4 separate regions of the Mus musculus genome follow, and all the other regions are linked to region 3. Evidence: chromatin contacts called from public Hi-C and promoter capture Hi-C data. All regions are on one chromosome and are shown on one strand. Each heading gives the region's core, a stretch centred on a gene start, on an enhancer-like site or on the middle of the called end of the contact. The rest is flanking DNA. Distances are from core to core; before and after follow the strand shown.

The links. Promoter capture Hi-C pulls out the DNA fragments that hold promoters and counts their contacts. A called contact is a pair of places that touch in the nucleus more often than the background predicts.
Region 1: a Hi-C map of B cells shows a contact between it and region 3, with 20 read pairs. The contact joins the enhancer-like site here to the promoter of Cnot6l in region 3. A contact is called at or near these places in 3 of 39 promoter capture datasets (the C10 cell line, pre-B cells and second pharyngeal arch cranial neural crest), 4 of 484 Hi-C or Micro-C datasets (B cells, CD4 T cells, LSK cells and 1 more), 6 of 115 datasets of contacts at active chromatin or transcription factors (bone marrow-derived macrophages, effector CD8 T cells, extraembryonic endoderm stem cells and 3 more) and 1 of 9 other capture datasets (liver).
Region 2: a promoter capture Hi-C map of liver shows a contact between it and region 3. The contact joins the promoter of Anxa3 here to the promoter of Cnot6l in region 3. A contact is called at or near these places in 5 of 39 promoter capture datasets (cranial neural crest, frontonasal cranial neural crest, hematopoietic stem and progenitor cells and 2 more), 1 of 15 datasets of contacts at CTCF or cohesin (the NIH/3T3 cell line), 11 of 115 datasets of contacts at active chromatin or transcription factors (acute myeloid leukemia, bone marrow-derived macrophages, embryonic stem cells and 6 more) and 1 of 9 other capture datasets (adipose tissue).
Region 4: a promoter capture Hi-C map of cranial neural crest shows a contact between it and region 3. The contact joins the enhancer-like site here to the promoter of Cnot6l in region 3. A contact is called at or near these places in 7 of 39 promoter capture datasets (the 3T3-L1 cell line, the C10 cell line, cranial neural crest and 4 more) and 1 of 115 datasets of contacts at active chromatin or transcription factors (embryonic stem cells).

Annotation. Positions count from the first base shown.
Region 1 is chr5:96,915,523-96,918,449 of GRCm38.p6, forward strand. All of the region lies in intron 1 of Gm33370 (predicted gene, 33370), which reads right to left. Among named protein-coding and RNA genes, the nearest start is that of Gm8013, 4.3 kb to the right of the region's middle. Within about 2 kb of position 1,514, at least 116 of the 459 cell types and tissues checked have an H3K27ac peak or open chromatin away from gene starts, as enhancers often do. A contact at or near this core is called in B cells, LSK cells, bone marrow-derived macrophages and 5 more, where this site is marked.
Region 2 is chr5:96,791,569-96,794,721 of GRCm38.p6, forward strand. Anxa3 (annexin A3) reads left to right here and starts at 1,817. Exons shown (of 13, transcript NM_013470.2): 1 at 1,817-1,995.
Region 3 is chr5:96,160,657-96,163,755 of GRCm38.p6, forward strand. It overlaps Cnot6l (CCR4-NOT transcription complex, subunit 6-like), which reads right to left and starts at 1,334. Exons shown (of 12, transcript NM_144910.2): 1 at 1,281-1,334. Gm52799 reads left to right here and starts at 1,139. Exons shown (of 2, transcript XM_030254979.1): 1 at 1,139-1,235; 2 at 1,483-3,099. The coding sequence starts at 1,139. The coding sequence ends at 2,099.
Region 4 is chr5:96,962,900-96,966,089 of GRCm38.p6, forward strand. No RefSeq gene overlaps it. Among named protein-coding and RNA genes, the nearest start is that of Gm46916, 23 kb to the left of the region's middle. Within about 2 kb of position 1,717, at least 76 of the 459 cell types and tissues checked have an H3K27ac peak or open chromatin away from gene starts, as enhancers often do. A contact at or near this core is called in embryonic stem cells, where this site is marked.

The sequences.
Region 1 (2,927 bases), core at 264-2,763, 760 kb after region 3:
GAGAGTGTTAAATATGTGGTATAATCATACATCCGTGCTTACCTTCCTTATGTGATCTAAAAAATGTATTATGTGATTCCTTATGTGTTCTAATTCCTTATGTGATCTAAAAAATTCCTTATGTGATCTAAAAAAATGTATTCACAACCAATCAGTTTCTGATTGGATCTAAGACAGCCCCCCTCCATCCCCCCCCCCCCAGTGAGATGGAACTCATTCCTGGCACTAGTAACAGGGCCAAGAAGCTATGACTAGGTAGATTATGGGCCCTAGGAGAGAACCTATGATTATTATTCTGTCAAGTGGACTGAATAACTGAGTATTCAAAACATTCCCCATGACTTGCTGCCGTGCCTACAGATTGGAGCACCTCTCAACTCCCGCCAGAGAAGCTTCCTATAGTCAGACAATGATTGATAGAGACCCAGAAGTGGTCAATGGGAAAAGAGTGAGAGACTGTGTGGAGTGATCAGCCCTAAATGGGAAATCTATATCATCCCCTCCCACCATGGCTCAGGGAAGTAGACTAATGATGGAGTTGAAGGACTGAGAGCCAGAGGTAGAACATGACTTCAGGAAACACTGTTTTCCATAAATGACAGGGCAGGTGCACACATGAGTTCAGACGGGCTGTGACAATGTGCACAAGACCCGTGCAACCTCCAGCCAAACACAATCCAATCCCAGCATGAAGGTGGGTAGGTTGTCAGGAGGAAATCTGCCACTAGCTGAAGAGCTATGAGCTTCAAGGAGAGGGAGAGTGAACTCTCTTTAATCACATCACTTCAGGTAGGTGGACCAAATTCCAGGGCAGGCCTCTCTCCCAAGAGCAGTTGACTCAGTGTGGTTGAGGAATGGGTTCAAAAGTTACATAGGTAGGGAGGTGTCTTAGTTAGGGTTTTACTGCTGTGAACAGATGTCATGACCAAGGCAACTCTTATAAGGACAACATCTAATTGGGGCTGGCTTACAGGTCTAGTGGTTCAGTCTATTATCATCAAGGCAGGAACATGGCAGCATCCAGGCATGGTGCAGAAGTAGCTGAGAGTTCTACATCTTCATCTGAAGGCCATTAGAAGACTGGTTTCCATACAGCTAGGATGAGGGTCTTAAAGCCCACACCTACATTGCCACGCCCACTCCAACAAGGCCACACCTTCTAATTGTGCCACTCCCTGGGCCAAGCACATACAAACCATCACAGAAGGTTAGAGTAGAGAGAGTGGATATAGAAGCTGGGAAGGGTCAATACAACAAAAACACATCGTATAAAATTCTGAAAGAATTAAAAAATATCTTTTTTAAAAAGGAACATATTCATCCTAGCAATGTCAATTTTAGGAAGTATGAAACATAAGTTGAGAGAACAGAGTCATTTATTTGAGGCAAATGATAGGTAAGGTATTCAGCCTTCAACGGAAGATGATGTCAGTAGGGCATCTAAGAACCAGACCTGGCCTTTGACCTGGTTGGTTAGTTGTGTTTCAAGATGAAAAATATTTTCTCAATTCTATCCAGTTCCTCTTGGGGTAGACAAGAGCTAAAAATGAAAGAAACGACAACGTGTTTTTGTTCAGCCCGGGCTCCTGGGGAAATCCCTTAACATCCTCAGCTAGTTGCTATGGAGGCAGCCAGAGATGAGCTCAGCTAATGAATTTGGGCTGACACTGTTGTGGGACGATATGACAGTCGCAATTAGTAGACAACTGAGTGTTAGGATTGTGCACCAAATAAAAATAGAAAGGCCACAATACAATTCACCAATCTAAAACCACGAGGGTCCCCTCAGAATGTATTTCTAAATGTTGGCTGAAGGAGCTGTGCACATTGTTTTCCTGTATACCTTCTCGTCTGCAAAGATTCCAGGGAGAGCAATTTACCTGCACATTGTCGCCAGGGCACAAAGGATGGGAGCTATTTGGGGAAGTAGCTGAGTTTTTTAATACTTTTGAAACGTTGTATTCCAGCCTTGTAGGGTTTTTAGAGTTACCCGGTTGTCATTGTAGACATTCTTCTCCCAATCATCAGGTTAAGTAGAAAGGGTTAAAGAACTAGACACCATGGTTTTGTTTAAAAGGACAATGATTGTACCATTGTCTGTTCTTGTCTGTACTCTGGGCTGGAGGATTTTTTTTTCTTCTTCCTGTTCAGAGCTTCCTGTTTAGTATTGGTCTGAGCGTGGAGAAGCGTCACTCAAATTCTGTAACAACAAACTGCAAGCTAAGGCTTTTCTCTGCTTTGTTTAATTTTCCTGAAGTGCCCCCTTTTCCCGAAATGATTTATCGTTGACCCGGCATGTTTTTCATCTTACTCAACACTCCCCTGGGGACATATTTAAAAACACAACTTAACTATAGTTCTCCTGGGTAGGGAAGTGGTGGGCTGAGGCAATGAAACCAAAGCACAGATTTGAGTGACCGTGGGCTGTTGACTTTATGCTAGCCTTTCATAAAGGGAGCTTTCAAAACAGAGTGGCCATTCCGCAAACAGTGTGCATTTCGTGGAAGCCCAGCTGGCTTCACGCCTGCCTTTCTCCCGGCCACAATGATCCTAACCAGCAATGTCTTTGTGTCATGATGCAGAAAGTTGGCAAGTACACATGGGCATAATGCTGAAGGGTGACTTCTAAGTGGGGGAGGGGATAGAGAAGGAACCAAAACCCTGTGTGGTGACAGGCTCCTCTCTGACATTGGCTCTTGCAATAGAGTCCACTCACTACTGTTGCCTCTCCAGAAGGGAGTGTGGTATGTTATTTTTAGGCATAAATTGAAATTTCTTTTGTTGCTAAAGTATATATAAAATAGAAGCCTGTGTTAATTGACTTTCTTTTTCTTTTGCTGTGTTCTAAATACTTCTGGAGACATTCTCCTGTAATTAGGAAAATGACTAAAGTCTCTGAAGATGGAACTGTGTTAATGATGAAAAGT
Region 2 (3,153 bases), core at 567-3,066, 630 kb after region 3:
CAAAAGCATGCACACATACACAAATATGCACACATAGGCACATATACAGACATAAATAAATGTAAAAGGAATTAAGAACTAATAAATAGTATTTTATAGTACTGCTACATCAATATTTGGAACTAACATAAAATAACATATGAGAAAAACTATAACTATGCCCCAATACAGAAAACCTAAGATTCTTGATGAAGTTCTGCACCGAGGTAGAGTAACATCAGGGCTGGTCTGCTGACCACATCCACTTACTTGACCTGCTCACTCAGTTTGTCTACACTTGCTTCCTCTTCTGTACATCTTTATGTTTTGTGGTGGTGGTGGTGGTGATGATGACGGTGATGATGAGGGTAATGATGGTGATGCTGGAGGTTGTGGTGATGCTGGAGGTTGTGGTGGTGATGGTGGTGGTGGTGGTGGTGGTGGTGGTGGTGGTGATAGTGGTAGTGGGGTGTATATGCACATGCGTTTGTTGTGTGTGTCTGAGCATGCAGAAACCAGAGCAGTATGTCTTCCAGTGTTGCTGTCTGCCTTATTCCCTTGACAGAGTCTCACACAGAACCAGGAACTTACCATTGGTTAAGCTGGTTTGCCAGCCAGCTCCAAAACACAGATTAATACCAAATTTTACATGGGTCCTGAGGATTCAAACTTAGGACCTCGTTTTTTACAAACTTTTTACCCTCTGAGATATTCCCCTAGCCCCTCTGTTCCACAGGCTTTAATAAAAACTTCTGTGTCCTAGAAACAACCTGAAGAATGTAAAAGTAAACAGATGACATAGTCCACTAACTTCAATGTCTGATAATTAGTGGCTTTTCCACCTATCTTCTTTCACAGACACTACCCGATATTAAGTGGATGTCTTTAGGTTTCTATTGCTGGGGTAAAACATCGTGGCGAAAAGAAACTTGAGGAGGAAGGAACGAGTTTGTTTCAGTTTATGCGTCCGCAGCACACCCTGCCATTGAAAGAAGTCAGGGCAGGAACCTAGAGGGACCCTGGAACCGGAAGCAGGAGCTTGCGCAAAGGCCAAGGGAAGAATGCTGTCTATTTTGCTCTCTAGGACTTGATCAGTCCTTAAAGGCATACAAGGACCAGCAGCCCAGGGATAGCACCGCCCACAATGGTCTGGGTCCTCCCACCTCAAACGCTAATTAAGGAAACAGAGTCCTAAAGGCTTGCCTAAACCTCATTTTATGGGAGTCACTTTCTCAATTAAGGGTTCTAGTTTGTGGGGAGCTGACACAAAACTGGCCATTTTAGTGGGAATTTAATGTTTATCCTCCGTGACTTACCTGTGGTTCTGAGGGCTCAAAACACAAACACTGGTGCTTCTCTGAGCTCTAATCCTCCCTTTAGAGTCAAAAGGCCAAGCAGAGACACTCCTCAGACTCATAAACTCAAAATCTAGCTCTGCCGTTCTTTCTGTATGATTTGACCTCCCTTGCCTCTGTGACTCCTTGTAAAATGAGTACAATCGCATCTGTCTTGTAGTTTGGTTATCATGCGGGGTTTAGACCAGTGCCTGACTCGAAGGACCCTCTAGGTAAGTAAGCCATACTTAGTATAGGTACCTGTGAGGACTGTCAACTCTGAATCCATGCTGTCTAGAAAATGAGCCAAGCCCTAAAAGGAGGGGGTGGGAGTGGGGGTGGGCGGGGGATGGGCGGGGGGTGAGAAAAGTGAAAAGAAAGAAGACAGAGGAAAGGGTTTGGGTTTGGAGGAAGCTGGAGGAGGATGTGAGGGAGACAGGGGAAGGGGAGGGCTTGCGAGGGGGGCGTGGTGGGTAGGTCACGACTGGAGCAGAGAGGATCCTGGATCCAAGAGCCACTTGCAAGCCGGTCCTGGGCAGTCCGTGAGTAGAAACAGGAGGAGGGGCTGAGGAAGGGTGCGGTCTGGGTTGCCACCCAGGCTAGCCGGGAGCTACGGCCGGCCGAGGCTGATCTTTCACCTTCGCTGAGCTTCTGCCTGGGCTTCGCCTCCGCGGCCCCAAGGGTAAGTTTCCCATGCCCGCCCCTCTACAACCACGGAACATCAGGTTCCCGCGGAGTCCCAGGTCGTGAGCGCAGCTTGCTCCTGGGGCTGTTCCCTCCCCTCCCTTCCCCCAAGCCCTCTTCCCTTCTATGGAAATAGAAGAGACTTGACCTGGGGGGCACAAGGGCCGAGCTGAGTAAGTTATCAAACTTAGGGTCTTGCAGCCCAAGCTCACATCCAGGGGACTGCTCATTCCTAAATGTCTCGGAAACATTTAAAAGAAGAAGGGTTAGAGGAAGGTCTCCTGCCCCTGCTCAGAGTTCTGTGCTGAGAACTTTTTTCCTAAGGCTCCCATGAGAGATCTTTCTCCCCTCCAAGTGTCTTTTAGCTTTACTTTGTATAGGTAGGAGAAAGATGTATTGGACTTTGAGAGTTGGGGAACTTCGGTTTTCTCTTTTAAAAGACACCGTTTTCTTTGATTGCAACAGAATTCTATTCACTAGACATGAATCACCTCCCCTGCTTCTTGAGTCAGCAGGTGAGGTATCGAGGTAGAGGTATGTGGTTTGTGATTGCAAATAGCCATATATAGAAGTTCTGGGTCCTGTGCCAATAGAAAGTTGAGCAGCCGGGGCAAAATTCTTCCCCAGGAGGTGCGTTAAAGAGAAGAGGTTCCTGCCCCCGAGAGAACTTCAGTTTCTACTCCTCACCAACATCATAAAAAGCAGACTAAAAGGTTATTCTATGAAGAATCATTACTGGTTTTCCTGAAGGTGGAAGTTTCAAACTGCCTAGAAAGGTACTTTTAAACTCAAACGAAGATCAGACCACTGTCCGCAGATCTGTTGGTGTTGAGAAATCGGTAGAAATGCCAGCAGGAGGAAGTACAAGAAAATGTAGCTGCTGTAATCCCCTTCAGGAAGGATGTGTTTAAAGCTCTATTGTTAGATCACTTGGCTTGCACTATGGAGTAATTCTCTACTTTTTACAAGCTTAAAGGATGGCTTGATAATACTTCTTAGAAATTTCCACATTATATTGGATCAACAAATGTCAAGCATCAGTTTGGGTCCGGGGCCACAGGGCTTGGGGATTAACGGTTCATTCCTTTGCAATCTAGATGCCTGGGTTCAGTCGGGTCGACCCAATAGCTGTATGGTGGGGATTTCACTATTGCTT
Region 3 (3,099 bases), core at 84-2,583:
GACAGCTCCGGGAACTTCCTCTTCCTCACTGACCTCCTCAGTTCTGTGTCCACGCCTTTCCCTCTAGGAGGCAGGATATAAGCCATTTCAAATTCACAAAATTGATCCAATCCCACCAACACCACAGGCCAACAAGGCCAGTTTCCCTTTCTTCCTCTCTGCCTTTCCAGAGTGATTTCCAGGGAAGTGAAAAATCTAACCAACGATAAAGTATCCGCTGCAACAACTGCAACAACAAAGAACGTATTTACTCAAGCCTCTGCTCGCACAGCCTTAAAGGACGGACGGAAAGAGGAGATCCGAACCCCACGAATTCCGAGATTTCCTGTTTTGATTCACTTTCCCTCGGGTTCCCCACGCCAGCCTGGGAAGGCCTGCAGTTAGAACGCCAAAATATGCCTTCCTCTCCCCTTGGGAGACGCGGAGGCGGCACAGGCGACCACGATCCGCGTGTCCCGCCCCCGACCCTCACCTGGCCAGGCCCGGGGCAGCGCCCGGGGCCCGCGCGAGGACGGAGTCCCAGGAGCGTCTGGGGAGGCCACCGGGCGCGAAGACGGTTAGGCCGCGCTGCAGGCCGGCGCGCTTCCTGCCGCGGCCCCGGCCTCGGGAACCGCGGCCCGAGCCCCCGCTGCCCGCCGCCCGCCGCCGTGGGGGCCGCACTGCCTCCCGCGTCCACGGCGTGGGTTCCCGCCGAGCCGTTCTCACCTGTGAGGCTCTGAGCCCCGGCCTCGAAGCGGAAGGACCTCGACGCTCTGGGGTCCCCGACTCCGTCCCCCTCCCCACACGCACACGGCCTGGAACCCGCGCCCCCTGAGGCGACGCGGGCCGGCTCCCGCCGCCCGACACACACACACGCAGACACACACACACGCGACACACACGCACACCCACTCGCCGCGGGGCCGCCTCCCGCCCGCCAAAGTCCCAACTCACACACCCACACACGTTCGTCCCTCGCCCACCTCACTTCCCCGGGGAGACGCGCTCCCCCTCGCTCCACTCCCGGTCCGACTCCGAGGCACGGAAACACTCTACCTCATTCTCCTCCGCGGGCCCTGAACGAGCACCAGCAGCCATTTCCCCGCGGCTGGGGAAACACACACACACAAACACGCGCGCGCGCACCAGGGCCCCACAGATGCTCCCCTCCAGACCTCAGACGCAAACACAAACACCCACGCCCGCCCGCTCACCCCGAGGGGCCGCGGCGGCGGCGGGAGGCCGGGCCCCGGAAGGCGAGCGCGCAGGGCCGGGAGTCGAGGCCCGCGCCCCCTCCTCACCTGCATTCAGCGCGCCAGGGTCCGGACGGCGGCGACGGCGGCGGCGGCGGGGCGGCTGCTGCTGGGGCTGCGGCGGCGGGGGAGGCGGCGGCGGCGGTGGCGGCGGGGCTGAGGGCAGTAAAGACATGCAGGCAGCCCGCCGGGGGGAGAGGCACCGGCCGGAGGGGACGCGGGGCGGGCGGGCCGGGCCGGGCCGCCTGAGGAACCACCGAGGCGGCGGAGGGCGGCCGAAGGGAGCGCAGAGCAGACGGATCGGGGGGCGGGGAGGGGGGACGCGGGCCGCGCCGCGCAGGACCGGGGCGACCGGGGCGCGTAGGAGAGGGCCCGCGGTCGCCGGAGACGCCGCTGCGAAAGCCTCGCGGAGCCCGCCCTTGGCCTTGGCCTCCTGGCGCTGAGGCTGCCGCCGCCGCGGGGGTCGATGCCGAGCCGGGTCGCTGCCGAGGCCGGGGCCGAGGAGAGAGAAAAAGAGAGGGAGAAGAGAGAGAGAGAGACGCGAGCTTTCGATGCCTTCGCTCTAATTCACACACGCTCACAACCCCGAGGGCCGGGGAGAGAAGTCCAGGCGCTATCGCTTTAGAGATTAATAACAAGGTGCAGAGAGTGCGAGGAGGAGGAGGAGGAGAGTTGATTGACGTGGAGGGGCTGGCGGGAGTCAGTCACTCCCCGGCGCCGAGGGGTGGGGTGAGGGGAAGGGGGCGGGGCCCCGGCGCGCCGCGCTTCGGGAGTTGCGCGTGCGCGCGGGACGGCCAAGCGCCTGGCTCGCTTCTTACCGTCGCCCTCGCTGGTGTTTTGGGAAAAAAAAAAAAACTGCTTTATTAGATTGAGTGGAGGGTAGAAGCCGAGAAGACTCGTACGATTAGCAGAACCTAGGTGCTGATGCTGGGGATGGGGAAGGGACACGCGGGTGCTTGCACTGTTTCCTGACGCTGGCCCACGCAGGCCCACAGCAGAGCTCAGGGCATTCTGGGTGGTTAATTAAGGAGACCTCAGGTGAGGTGGAACGACCCAAGGAAATGTTTTCTGACGTCCTCAGTGGGTTTCTTGACTTCTTCTTCTTCTTTTTAAAAACAGCATGTGTAAATTGCATGGCGGGAGGTGGGTTTAAAAGCCTATGACGCTCTGCGATAACCCCGTCCTATTTTTAATCCTCTCTCGCGATAAAATTGTATTTGGCAGTTTGCGGCGGTTACGGAGTGAAAACATTTAAGTGTAAACTGGAAATATTATTGGTTACCGTGTGAATGGAGCTTGCTATTTTAAGTCCGGAGGATTTTACTTGTGCCACCTGAAGCTTCTTCCAACAAAGCTAGAAGCAAATTGCATGTGCTCTGCAAGGCAGAGTGCTGCCTTGGATTTTGCACTTTTCCGTCTCTCCCGGCGCATGGCTCTGTGCTGGGTATTTACCGACGCCGGTCCAGAGTCGATTCAATATGTTTTATTCTCAAATATATGTTGTTTTCAGCACTCTTAAGGCACCGTGTTGGTTGCCTTTTTCTCAGGCCTTGTTATTGAATGTTTAAAGCCTTTATCTTTTGAGAGAAGAAGGGGGTGCAATTATAAATGCAAATTATTTATGGAGAACTGAACTGCATTTTCTTCTTGTTACCAGGAAGTGTGAATGAGTGAAAAAGCCCCTCTGGGTCAAAAAAAAAAAAAAAAAAAAAAAAAAAACCTACCAGCTACCTTTTTTCCATCCTGGTTCAGTTTCTATTTCCTACTAGCAACTTCTCCCCCCCCCCTCCTCCCCACCCCCATACACACACACACACACACACCAACAGCAACACTTTATGTAAGAGGTGTTAAGATGGCCTTAATC
Region 4 (3,190 bases), core at 467-2,966, 800 kb after region 3:
AGGACAACTAGGGATGTTTGAATGTGACCAATTTATGAGATGATATATGAGTGTTTTATTTCTCTGACGTAATGATGAATCTGTAATTTTATGAAAGGGGATTTTATTCTCCGAAGAGCATGATACTGTTGAGGGGTAAAGTAAGTGTTCAAACTGTCAGTGGGAAACTAAGGGGAGGAAGAGAAGGACACGGTCCTTACCTCGGATGTGGTTAGGTGATAGCACACATGGGTTTCGTCCTGTTTTAGTTCGGTTTTGATTTTTGTAAGACAGAATCTCACAGCTGCACTGCAGTGCAGTATGTAGTTCAGGCTGGTATCAAACTCTCAGCAATTCTCCTGCCTCATCTTCCCAAGTCCTGGGCTTACAGGTATGAACCACCACTCCTGACTCAAAATACACTTTTGATATATTATTATCTCAATTATTTCTGTGGCTTTGATTAAAACAAATATAAAGGGGATGAGTGTTATAGTGATTGGTCAAAAGTACTACAGTCTACAGTATATAGAAACTGTACATATATACATATAGACAATATAAGTAATATATGTATATATGTGTGTGCGCACACACACACACACGTATTAAAAACTATAGTTTGTCCTTTTGCAGTCTGGGTCAGCATTTACAACTTTCATGCCCTGGTTACTCCATTCTCCATTCCTGTCCACTCATTTCTTCTCAGTCTTCCCACTCCTTTAGAGTCTCCTTCCTTGTGAGGAGGTGTAGGAAGTTGACCTGAATGAAATGATGGAGGCAGAATTGTCACAGGTGACAGAATCCACCATTCACAACTCCCCTGCCTCAGGCATGAGTCCTCCTTTATTTTCCATTTCTTTCTGTAGCAGCCCATATTCCCAGTTAGTCATTTCTGTGGTGGGACTGGTCTCTCTCTCTCTCTCTCTCTCTCTCTCTCTCTCTCTCTCTCTCTCTCTCTCTCTCTCTCTCTCTCGTTCTTTCTCTTTCTCCTTAGCAGTTACAGAACACTGCAAAGAAAACTGTGGGGTGTGATAGCAGGGTGGGGGTAGGGGTGGGGTGGGGAGTGGGGGTAGGCGATGAGGGTGTGATGGTGGGGGTAGGGATGGGGTAGGAGTGAGGATGGGGCTGAGGGTGTGATGGTAGGGGTAGGGGGTGGGGTGGGGGTGATGGTGGGGGTAGGGTGGGGTGGGGAGTGGGGGTATGGGTGGGGTGGTTGGCAGTCACAGGTTAGATACATCACTTAATTTTTGAAAGCCCCATTTTTCTTATTTATAAAATAGAAAAAAATTAACTTCCTTGCTATGGCCTAAGTCCCAATATATATATTTTTTAAGCTGGTAAGAGGTTTCTAGATATCACAACATTGATCTGGGATAATTGCTGAGCTCAGCCTGAAGCTACCCTTTATGTTCTACAAGAATGACTAAGAACATGGTAAAAGGGGAGGGGAGGGGAAGGGAGGGGAGGGTAGGGGAGGGGAGGGGAGGGGAGAGAGAGGAGAGGAGAGGGGGGAGGGGAAAGGAGAAGAGAGGGGTGGAAAAGGCTCCCCAGGGCAAAGTGCGAGGCCCTTTGAAGTTTTTTATGACTTGAGTCTGCCCAGATCACCTCGGTGGCTTGTCAAGCACTCTTGCAAAAACATGGACTTTGATTCCTTGAGTCTGGAGGGGGCTTGAGCTCTGAAACCCCGGGGTTTCTAGGTGTGTGGATGTGGGTCTTCCTGTGGCACTTCCGACAGCAGGGCCACAGGACGCTAGGGAACCAGAAGTCTTTAGCTCCGTATTCTTTGTAGTCTCTCTCTTCATTGTCATTCTTCGAGGCAGCAACCCACTTAACACGCCCGTTTTCAGTTTTCATTCAATTAAATGTGATGTTCCTTTCAGCACATTTTAATGAAGCAAAACTGCTTTTCAGAGGGAACAAACAGTAGGGTGAGCTGCCAGGAGAAACCTCGCTGAAGAATTCAGAAAGAATTAACACAAGGGCAGCGAAGGAGAGGGAGGGAAGGAGAGAGGGAGGGAGGGAGGGAGGGAGGGAGGGGGGAGGGAGAAAATAAACGCAAGGATGAGTTCTTAACAAACGTACAGGGTGAGCCCTGCTGTGTGAAGTAGGCAATGGGAGAAATTCTGGGTACATACAGCCTTGATCCGTCTGCTCCTACAATGGTTTGGAGCCCCACAGCCCTGGTAACCAAGGACAAGCCAAGGTTTAAAGAAATTCCTGGCTCCAGTACGCAGAAGGTGAACTGTGGCACTTTTCTTCCAATTTCTCTTTAGCCTACATGTCAGTACTTGCAGCTCTCTGCTCTCCCAGGCAGGAGAGGGTGAATGCTGGTTCTTCAGAGGCACTGGGGGCCACCCACTTGCCCAGCAGGTTCTGCCCAAATCAGGGCATTCCTTTATGAGCCCCAGTTTCTAGTAGTGCCCAGAGATTTGTAATTGTCTCTCTCAGCATGCGCAATATAGGTGGGATGTGGTATGAAAGAATTGAATAAACTTCTTATCCACAATTGTCAAAAAATAGTTGGAGATTAAAAATACACACAGAAACACACACACACACACACACACACACACACACACACACACACACACACACACACTAACCAAAGCAAGAAACACATATTACAGTCTATTAAAAAGCTAAGATTTGGTTAGGAACTGTGGAAAATAAAACTTAATGACACACCCTATTGCTTATAAGAAGACTTAACTTTCCTTATGGAGAGAGAACAGCAACACATTTTAAAAGGCGTAAGACTCAAATAAATGCTACAAGTGAATCAAGAAAGGAGCACGTGAGCTTGGAGTGCTGAAGTCCATTCAAGCAGGACCTGTGAGTGTCCAGGGCCTGCAGTGCATACTGCTGACCAAGTACTGGATGGGAATGAATGCTCCCCTGGGCAATAAAACCAAAAGAAGAAGAAGAAGAAGAAGAAAGCCTTCTAATTTCTTAAAACAATTGAATCTATTTCTCTCTGCCCTTTGCTGGTTATCATCCTCCCCTTGTGCATACATCCAGACCACTACTTTATATTCTTGACTGACAGCAGCTTGCTCTGCCCTTCAGATATATATATATATATATATATATATATATATGCAGGCAGATTTTTATATTGTTATTTTCATCTGCAGCCCACTTTCTTCTGCGGTTAGCAGACACCCCCAAGAAGAACCCTATAGGTCTAGAAACAACTGTTGCTGATTTT